Linked DNA regions of Hordeum vulgare: region 1 is linked to region 2. Evidence: chromatin contacts called from public Hi-C data. All regions are on one chromosome and are shown on one strand. Each heading gives the region's core, a stretch centred on a gene start, on an enhancer-like site or on the middle of the called end of the contact. The rest is flanking DNA. Distances are from core to core; before and after follow the strand shown.

Evidence for each region. A called contact is a pair of places that touch in the nucleus more often than the background predicts.
Region 1: a Hi-C map of seedling shows a contact between it and region 2, with 3 times the contacts expected there. The contact joins the promoter of LOC123398391 here to the promoter of LOC123395025 in region 2. A contact is called at or near these places in 2 of 6 Hi-C or Micro-C datasets (leaf and seedling) and 1 of 1 datasets of contacts at active chromatin or transcription factors (embryo).

The regions. Positions count from the first base shown.
Region 1 is chr5H:404,146,784-404,151,760 of MorexV3_pseudomolecules_assembly, forward strand. LOC123398391 reads right to left here and starts at 3,452. Exons shown (of 1, transcript XM_045092868.1): 1 at 2,843-3,452. The coding sequence starts at 3,329. The coding sequence ends at 2,982.
Region 2 is chr5H:403,809,280-403,814,558 of MorexV3_pseudomolecules_assembly, forward strand. LOC123395025 (THO complex subunit 6) reads right to left here and starts at 3,336. Exons shown (of 12, transcript XM_045089937.1): 1 at 3,025-3,336; 2 at 2,835-2,941; 3 at 2,642-2,718; 4 at 1,786-1,831; 5 at 1,640-1,700; 6 at 1,463-1,516; 7 at 1,206-1,286; 8 at 1,072-1,111; 9 at 677-783; 10 at 461-571. The coding sequence starts at 3,294.

The sequences.
Region 1 (4,977 bases), core at 2,202-4,701, 340 kb after region 2:
ATACCCCTTTTGAAAGCTTTGGACACTCGTTTTCTGATGCATGTTCATCAGGCAAGGTGTGAGGTGACGCCCGGGATCCAAAAATATATGGACGGTGATGAGGAATGGAACAGATGGACAAGAGAAGTCTGGACATCGATCGTCAACGATGTCCTTTGATCTTTACAGATTTTTCTACGAATCATTAACGCAACATGCCAATCCTATCTAACATAAACAAGAAAAATGTAAATCTGAGGAATTACCGTGTTAAAAGTCACCAAAATCTGTTTTTTGGATAAAAGTTCAACTAAATTGGGTAACGTGTGTCACAAATGTACAACTACAAGGTAAAAAGCAAAATTCACTCTTTTTCTTGTAACAATAAAAAGAAAAAGAATACATATTCAAAATACCAGGGTAAAAATTTAAAAAATAATAGAAAAAGAAAAAGCGGCTTGCACGCTCTATGGATAAGAAGACATGCAAAGCGAATGTGCATGGTGATTGGTCGAGCCGAGAATGTTAACGTCTGTCGTGAAATTGTAAAATGTTTACCTTCAAACTTGTGCTCATAACATGATTGACGCTTAGAGATAAAAAAGAAAAGAAAACAATCACTCTGTTGTAATGTATTGGTATTTAATTAGCTAGTATATAATGGATAAAAAAATGTGGTAAAAGATGTTGTAGGTGGCTGACCTGACCGACCTTAGGCCCTGTTTGGACCACAATAGATTATGATAATCTGGTTTATAAAATTAATCTAGATAGACATGTTCAGAGGCCAGATTATATAAACTGTAATTTAGGTTTTACATTGCATAATGACCTGTCTGTCTTTTGTTTTTTTTGAAAGAGAAGGGTGGCGGTGACAGGCAGGGGCGGGCCCAGGGATTTAAGGTTGTGTGTTCAAATTTTGATATTTTTTTAAAACCTATAGCCCTTCCTTTTGGCGCCTATAACCGATTAGAGCAACATATTGTACTAGTTTTAAACTATATATAAAATATATTACATAATGTATTATTTTCATACAAATTGGTCATAATTTACTATTGTTCAACATATAGAAGTAAAAATTGTTCAACATACTGTGGCAAATTTAAGACATATAGAGAATAGAAAATAGCAAATAAGAAACCTTACAAACTACACGAGTACTATTCTTTATACTCCATCCGTTCTGGTGTATGAGTCATCTTACGTTGTGCAACACGACCAAGATAAAGAGGAAAACAAGAGAATTTAATATTTATTTGCTAATTAATATCATTGCATGCAATGAACTAATCATTGCATATTGTGCTAGGTAGTCTCAAATTATTAAAAATATACACGTCTCACATCTCTTATTGGTTGTTTTTTTTATTCATGTCAAAAAAACAAGAAACAAGGTGGGAGTTAATGAATCATGCCTAAGCGTTTTGGGATTATTAATTTTCGTAAGATGACTTATTCATGAGGACGAAGGGAGAAGATAAAAGAAAACTCACTTTAGAAAATTTAAAATTTAGAGACATTCTCACATGACAAATTTGAATGAAAAATTGGAAGTTGTCATGTCTCAATAATTTATAATCGATCGCAAACAACTTTTATTTCACTATAATTAAATAGAGAGACAAGTGTTCAAACTAACTTACTATTTTCTCAACAGTACGAGAAGAAAACCGTGCTCCTGCCTGCAGCGATATATGAATTCATCTGTACTAAGAAATAAGAATTGGCATGAGTAGAGAGTTCCTAATTTCAAAAGTGAAATATTAATACATCACTAATACATCTAATTAGCAATTATACCAGAATCTGTGGGGGTTGAATCTTCGAAACTGAACCACTGCCTACTAGCCGTTGACTGTACGGATCAGAACCAAGGTCAACCGGGGGGGGGGGGGGGGGGTGGATTCATCGCGCCGTCCGCGAGGCCGTGCGCACGTCCGATTGCTCAGCAGGCGATGGAAACGGCCCTGGCCGCCTGGCGGGTTGCCGCTCGCGTTGGAGAGAACATGGGAAGGAAGGGGTTGGTTCGTTTCTGTCTGACCTGATCGATAGATTTATTGGGGGCGATGATCGAGAGGTCCATGGTCTGCATGCATCCATGCGCTACACCCACTTGGGCCAATGGGCCAAATCGTTGAGTCGTGATGCTTTGGGCTGAAATACCTAACTAGCAGGTTTAAGCGTACAGTTTCATATTTCCTTATACATACTCAGTATACACACTTGAAAATACCTAGTTTTTTTACAAAAATAATGGGTATTCAGAATTAAGGTGGGTCCGCCCCTGGTGACAGGAATGTAATTATCTCCAACTTTACAAGGGTAATGGGTCATTAATAATCCATAATCTAATTTTAGGTGAGCTAGAATAGATTGTGAGTTTTTAATAATCTGTCCATCTAGTTTTTGTAATCTACAGCATAATCTATTTTATTTAAACACATAATAGATTATAAAAACTGAATTATATAATCTAAGTGGTTCCAAACAGGATCTTATGTAGGCCGGTGCGATCACACTCACGCCCTTTACGTATCCGCAGTTCTTGGCCAGTTGCACTGCGGATCTGTCTTTGTTCTTTCCTTGTTCAAAGCAATGCTTTTCTTGTTGGTTTGGGCCTCTTGTGCATGGCGCGCCTCGCTTCTATTTTTGTCCCCTCTGCGCTTCGTTGTTGCCGTCGTTGCTAGTGCTTGTTATTAGTTTTTTTTTCCGACGACATTGGTTTCGTCTCCATTTAGTTCAGCTATGGTTCGACATTGCTTTTGCTGCTCGACCGCGCTTCTTTTTAATCCTTTTTCCGTTGTGACGGAGTGTAGAGGACGTGGATTGAAATCAAGACAATGTAAACTGGTTCATCACAAGAGGAAATTAAGGCAATTTACGGATCATATATAATCACAAGGTAGCATCGATACATTGGTAAGAAAAAGGGGAAATCTCACTCGATCAACACAAACCAATCAACTAATAGAAACCTTTACTACGCCTAGAACCAACAACTAATAATTAACCCTGTAGCCAGCAAAGAGGTTGAAGAGCGCCTGGTCGCCCAGGTGGTGCGCGGCGTAGATGAGGTCGATGGCGGCGTCGTGCGTCAGCCCGCGCACGAACTCGCCGTCAAACTGGCCCGCGTCCGCGCCGCCCGCCTCCGCCTCCGCTCGGGCCTGGTAGTACGCGACCGCCGTGGCGAGGCCCTTGCCGTTGACCCCCCGCGGCAGCTCCACGACGCGCTGCCCGGTCTCCAGCGCCGCCGCGACGCTCCCCGCCCGCTGCGCCACCGACGCCGGCACCGCGAACTTGGCCAGGTCCGCGCACCGCACCAGCACCGTCTGGTCCTCCCCCGCCATCGACACGATCCCTGTCTGTCTCTCTCTCGCCGAGATCGTTTGCTGGAGCTCTGCGTGCGCGGGGCTTCCAAAGCTGCGAGCGAGGACGATGGTTGTGTTTTCTCGCTGGGTGCCACGAGGGGAGGCGCGCGCGCGTATATATGGATGCACCCGCCGGGCACACAGCTCACGGGGATCACGTCCGACTCGGACGGCGGGACGTGGCATGTTCAGATCAAGGTGTTGTAAAGGTGGTTCCGTTTCGTGGCGTGATCGGGAAAGCGCCACTTCTGAGTCGATTTCTTTTCTTTTGGAAAACCCGTCTGTTTCGCGCGCATGCCGTTTTTGGCGGGCGATTTTGGGTTTCCCGTTGCTTGAAGAAAAAGTTGCGTTCTTTCTAAAAAAAGGAGAAATTTTACATTATACTATTTTTCTTTCCAAAAATAGTTATATTTTTCTGAAAAAAGAAGAGATTCATTTCCTGCCGCAGTTACTGACATGTGTATTCTTTTTACAAGTACTGATATGTATATTTGCAAAGCCCAAAGTCCAATTTTACATTATTTTTCTTTCCAAGAAAAGTTACCTTTTTTTGAAAAGAAAAGATACCCTTTTATTTCCCATGACCACACAATGTCATCCTCCAAAGTACAAACCATTGTCCAAATGAGTCTCCGTCACCAACACTCACAAGTCGATGTACTCCCTAAGCGACCCCTCGACCGGGTTTGAGCCTACCTCCCTAGCACATGCGCCATTGTCCAATGCCTAATGGACAGTCCGAAAGGTTCTCATGATGACAATAATCATGATCTCGATAGAAAGCCATCCGATAGATGCTCACACCAAGAAGGGCCAAAAGATAATCCCAACCCCTTCCAAACAAAGGATGATGACACAAACCTTGCAAGTTTCCCCGTGGATCCCCATCTGGGTGAGCTTCATCGGAAAGAGAATAAAGCTAAGAAAAAACACGTCATGACATCATCTGTTTCGCTTACCTAGACAAAACACACCATTCGTTGACGCCAAACAACATCCCTGGGATGAGGACAAGATGGGGGAGGTCTTATCCCCATAGTGGATGGTGCCATCGCCTCACCACCACCATCCAAATACCTAACCCTAACTAAATCTTAGTCCAGAAGAGACTATAAGGAACCTGAAAGGGAGGGAAACCGACGACGACAAAGCCTTACGAGGAAATCGTAACGCCCCTTTTCTCAAGAAGTGGATGGGGCTATACTCCCGCCATTTCCTACCTCCTTTCTATATTGAATATAAGCATTGTTTGACTTCCCGGGAATTTATTAAGAGAAAACGGGAAGCAAATTAAGAGGCATATCCATGTAGATTCCATAGTTTAATTATTAGTAACGAAATACTTGTTCTAGATATACTAGCAAACATGCCCATGCGTTGCAACATGGGATAAAAATAAGCATGCTTTAAGACTACCTTGAAAGTACGTGTCATATATTTCAACACAATGTACGTTCTTCGATTGAAAAAAGGTGAAGAATGTCTCCACGTGCATCGTGTCATGCTCTTTGGCTTGGTCTTATAGAGGAACGACGTTGACGACTTTGGGATGGGTCGGGCGTCGGCAACAAGCAACCGGTTCAAGCATAAATTCAATTTGATATTAGAGCGGTTCGACCAACGACGC
Region 2 (5,279 bases), core at 2,086-4,585:
CTATTAATTTCTATTAATGAAAATTGAATAACCTAACAAGTTTACGATGCACTACTATAATGGACATTTCTATCCCTCTTCAAACTAAATATGAGTTATTTCTAACAATGAGCATCAACCAACCTTACCAGTTTACTGGACACTAGTTTAGTGGCCATCTGAATCATGAGCTACACTAAGTCATTGACCAATTTGTTGAATAAAAAGGAAGATTCATTGACCATTTTTACTAAACATGTTTTCGGTTAAGTTTTAGTGTTATGGGTTTTAGTTACTGTCCTATTTATATTCTGAATTCTGTGAGAAAAAAAGGAAGAAGTGTTCTTGTATATAAACTCAATAGTTATGAGCATTATAAAAGGCTGTTTTATTTTCAAGTTTTATCCCAACCTAGCCAGCTAACTATTGGTCTTACTTAGGCAGGGAGGAAACAAATGAACATGTAGAGATCAGCACTTACTTGATTTTTGTCAAACAACAGATCTTGAACAGGGGCACCACAATCTGCATTGAAGATGCACTCATTTGAAAGAAGACTCCAAACCGATATACCATTAGAAGTACCACATGCCTGGGAACAGTACAATTCAAAACTAAGTAAGATACATAGTATCGAAAAACTTGGGTACAGCTAACAAAATACTTAGTATCTGTATGAGCTAGATGTGCCAAATACCAGCCAACTTTCACTAGCGTCAATGGCAATGCAACCAACCCACGAGCCCTCAAATTTCTTGTTCTGTACTGGATGTATCGTCTGCGTACACTTCCCACTTCTGCAGTCTGGAGTGTCCACAGAGAGCATGAATAAGATGATAAACAGAATAAAAGCCAGGCAAAGTTAAACTTGTATGATGAATTTTGTTAGCATGTTGCATCATAGTCTTATGACCAGAGAAGTAAAAATAATAGGAGCAGAGTTTGCTATAGCATGCCGCGTGTTTTTTCTTCCAATGAACTAGAAAGGCAGATATTGCTGTCAATACCACTAGGAACTGAACGAGCACAGATAAGCTATATTCAAACAAAAAACAAACACAAAAACTTTCTCGAATTGAGAGGATTGCTCACCCCAGATACGGGCTGTCCCATCCTCTGATCCTGTTACCACCTAAAAAAGGCACAAGTCCATCCAGTAATCTCTATGACAAAATCTAGCACGTTCTCCATCAGATAATATTACAGTACTAAAATAATGAGCTAACCTGGTGGTTTGCCTCACGAACTGCGACACTGTGCAAATAGTCAGTATGCCCCTTAAAGGTCATTTTACACTTGCCACTTTCCTGAGACAAGCAGACATGATCGAAATTATTGTCAGACACCTCAAGTAGTCACATATAACACTAATACTATGGATACAGAAGCTTGTGACTCAAATGATTCTTACGCAGAACCACGTTTCATTTCAACTAATTCAGGACTTCTATATATCATATTTTTACCTCAAGAAAATACATACCACATCCCAGCAATAAGCACATGCATCACCCGCTGCTGCAAAAAGAGATCCATCCTGTTTGAAAGAAGCATAGTCGAGAAAATCAATATCCATCAGAAACAAATAAGAAATCAAGCATTCTACGAGAAGAATGAGGACAGACTGCACATAAGAGGTATGCAAATCTGAAGTACTGACCTGTTTGCTAATTGCAATGGCATTATTTTCTGGTATTGGAGACCGTGCACCCCAAGGGCCTCTATAAATTGACAGAAACATATATGAAAAAATGGAGGGCGAGAGAACTGGTGTATTCCTCAGGAACAAAGAACTGTCAATCTTACTCATGCTGAGGGTTAACCAAGTCAAGTATGGGTTCAACATGATCCCCTGTGGAAAAATGCAATGGTAAAATATCATGAGAAAGATAAAAATAAGTGCTCTGGCTATTATTAAATAACCATTATTTTTTAGGTAATTTAGCTAGACAGATGATTTGTTCCACTCTGCACTCGTAATAATATATTTGACTCCACTCGTTGACAAATTATCAACTTTATCATCAATGCAGGCCACAGGGATAATATTGGCATAAAGCATCTCAAAAGCATTTTCAGTTTCATAGAAGCAAGCACAACTATCAAACACTTCTACAATTGTTGATTTAGATTTTATTCATGCTCTAAAATAGTAAGGCTATACTTCTTTATTCAACTGTTACAAAGCAACTACTCCCTTCGTTCCTAAATACTCCCTCCGTCCTAAAATTCTTGTCTTAGATTTGTTTAGATATGAATGTATCTAGTCAAGTTTTAGTATTTAGATACATCCATTTCTAGACAAAGCTAAGACAAGAATTTTGGGACGGAGGGAGTATAAGTCTTTCTAGAGATTTCAATAAGGACTACATACGAATGTATAAAGACATATTTTAGAGTGTAGATTCACTCATTTTGCTCCGTACGTAGTCCATATTTGAAATCTCTAAAAGGGCTTACATTTAGGAACGGAGGGAGTATATAAGATGAGACTGGAAATATGCACAAGATGCTGAATGTGTAAGATTGACATCTTTGCTAGTAAAAAAAAAATGTATCTTTCTCTTCTTACTGAAAGTACATCTATGTAAGAACAGCTAGTTAAGCCCAATTCCAACTAATCTGGCAAACCAAGCCACGAACGAGAGCTCTGGTGCATTACCTTGCAGAGAGAGTGGCACAAGGCAGCTCTGCATCTCCTGCCATCTCCAACCCCGAATGTGGCCGTCATCCCCGCAGCTGTCACAAGCAATGGACCACGTTGTAATTTTTTCTTCTTGAGAACACTCCTGGCCGCCAATCCCACGGCACCAACACAAAAATAACCTAAGTGGTCAGAAAGAAGCAGCATTGACCTGAAGAGCAGCGGCTGAATTGGATCGTTGTAGAACTTGGCGTCATAGACGGGGCCGCTGTGCGCTTGGACGATGCAGACAGGGTCGACCAGCGCGGCGGCAGCCGGCTGAATCAAATCAAGGGAATCGGGGTGTTTGTATACGCGGAATAGATAGAGTAGGGAGTGGGGGAGAAGGGGGGAAGCAAAACCTGAGGGGCGGCGTGGGCGGAGGCGGAGGAGGAGATGCAGGAGGACAGCGAGAAGGACGCGAGGGAGCCGTCGCTGGAGGCGGCGGCGAGGAGGACGTCCGGGTCGGGTTCGTCGCGCTGGTCGTAGAAGACGGCGCGGAAGAGGGTGCGGCAGGAGAGGTCGCGCTCCCGCAGGATGCCCCGCCGGTACGCTGCCTCGTCCCACTCGCGCGCGTCGAGTCCTGGCTGCGCCTGCACCGTCGCCGTCGCCGTCGCCGTCGCCGCCGCCATCGCCTCGCGATTCTTTGCTGCTGGCTGCGCTGCTGCTTTCTGCTTCCGGCAGTGAGGTACAGCCGCACAGGTCCGCAAAACGGTGGCTGGGCCTCACTAAGATGTGATGGGCTGGGCTGGGCCTCGTGTATTATATATATACTTTCCTCGTATGCTTTTTTTAGATGCTATACTTTTTTAGATTCTCCTCATATATATTTATATTTTTGAATCCACTTAATTTTGGAGGCAAAGCGTCGAGAAGAGTTTGCAATTTCAAAAAATAATAATAATAGGAATGTTTGTCTATTTATATATGATCTCTTCATAGTACTATGCACACGAAATGAATCTTCGGTCTTTGATTTATGTGTGTGCTTATGAAGATTTTGACGTTGTTCGTTTTCATGTGGATCAAACATAAACAATCTCCACACAAAAATTTACCATGTCCATATTTTAAAAATGTTTTGAGTAAATTAGGTGTTTCATTATCAATTGGGAATGGACTTATATTTTTTGTCTCAAGTCAAATGGTGCAATTTTTTTGACCAAGTTTGTAGGAACAAATTATCCACAACTACAATATCAAATATATATAATATAAAAATATATCTTAGTGTATTTAGAGTTATTATTTTTTATTGAAGTTGTTTATCTTTTTCTATATTTTAGGTCAAAATTTGATCGCATTCAGAGAATTTTTTTAGGATTATGACACCGTATGTGATTCTTTTTAAGAAACTGCAAGAATGACATATCGATGCTTGCTAAGATCAGATGACAGAATCACCATATAAGTCTTTTTTATCGGCAGGGTCATCACCTCCTACTAAGAAAATACTTTTCATCAAACCAACGGTTTTCTAGGATTATGATGTGGATTATCTAATTGTGAAGTCTTGCACAAAAAATTTGAAATGTTGGATAAAAGAGTGAATCCCGATCAATTGCAAAAATAGGGTATATTGATATTCTCCGTACCCCATGACATACACTCAGTTTGATGGAAGTGCTTATCTTTAGAAGATCTTTCGTAGTTTCACACATAAGTTTTCTTTTTTGTTTCACCTGGTCAACGACACACACAAAAATTTAAGAGAAGGGGTTTTGGAGGATTGTGACGTTTACAGATTTATCTCATGTAGGCAGCTTAAATTGTATGCTCGCGGACATTTTTTTTTTAATAAGGAACCATTTGCACTACATTTTATAGTAAATTATTTTGGCTCCAAACTCTTGGAGAAGCTATGTTTTTTCTATTATTGGATCAATCACTATTTGGTGCAAATTCATGCATAATCAACCCTATAGAATACACGGGAGCATGCCAATGCAATTTAGTCTTTATTCTATGATTGCACAGTAAGAATCTGGCAAATCAAACACGCTCAAACAATTTGACAGAAAAGGCTATTTTGTATGATTTCGCTCATAAGTTCTTGAACAATGTCTAGAGTTGTAAAGGAGGCCAATAAAAGGGAATGCGCGGTTAGGGAAAATTAACTAGGCTTCAGAAAAATAGGCAAGCTAGAGATAATAAAAACACTACTATTATATACTCCCACTGTTTCAAAATAAGTGTCTCAACTATATCCTAACTTTAATGAAAAATTGTACTAAGTTTGACACACTTATTTCGAAATGGAGGGAGTGTTACGTAGAAGAGATTTGTGCAAAAAAGAAGAAGAGAGAAACATTGATCTATGTGTGTGCTTCGTTCAATTTGCAGACTTTTACACGACTTGTTGCTTCCTAAGTGCAACCCTAACCGACCCCCTGTAACTCATTAGAGGAGTAAACACCTAATTGATCCCCATTAACCGTTAGTGAAGCATAAATTTTTGGAAATATGCCCTAGAGGCAATAATAAAGTGGTTATTATTATATTTTCTTGTTCATGATAATTTTTTATTATCCATGCTATAATTGTATTGATCGGAAAATTAAATACATGTGTGGATATATAGACAACAAAGTCTCCCTAGTAAGCCAATAGTTGACTA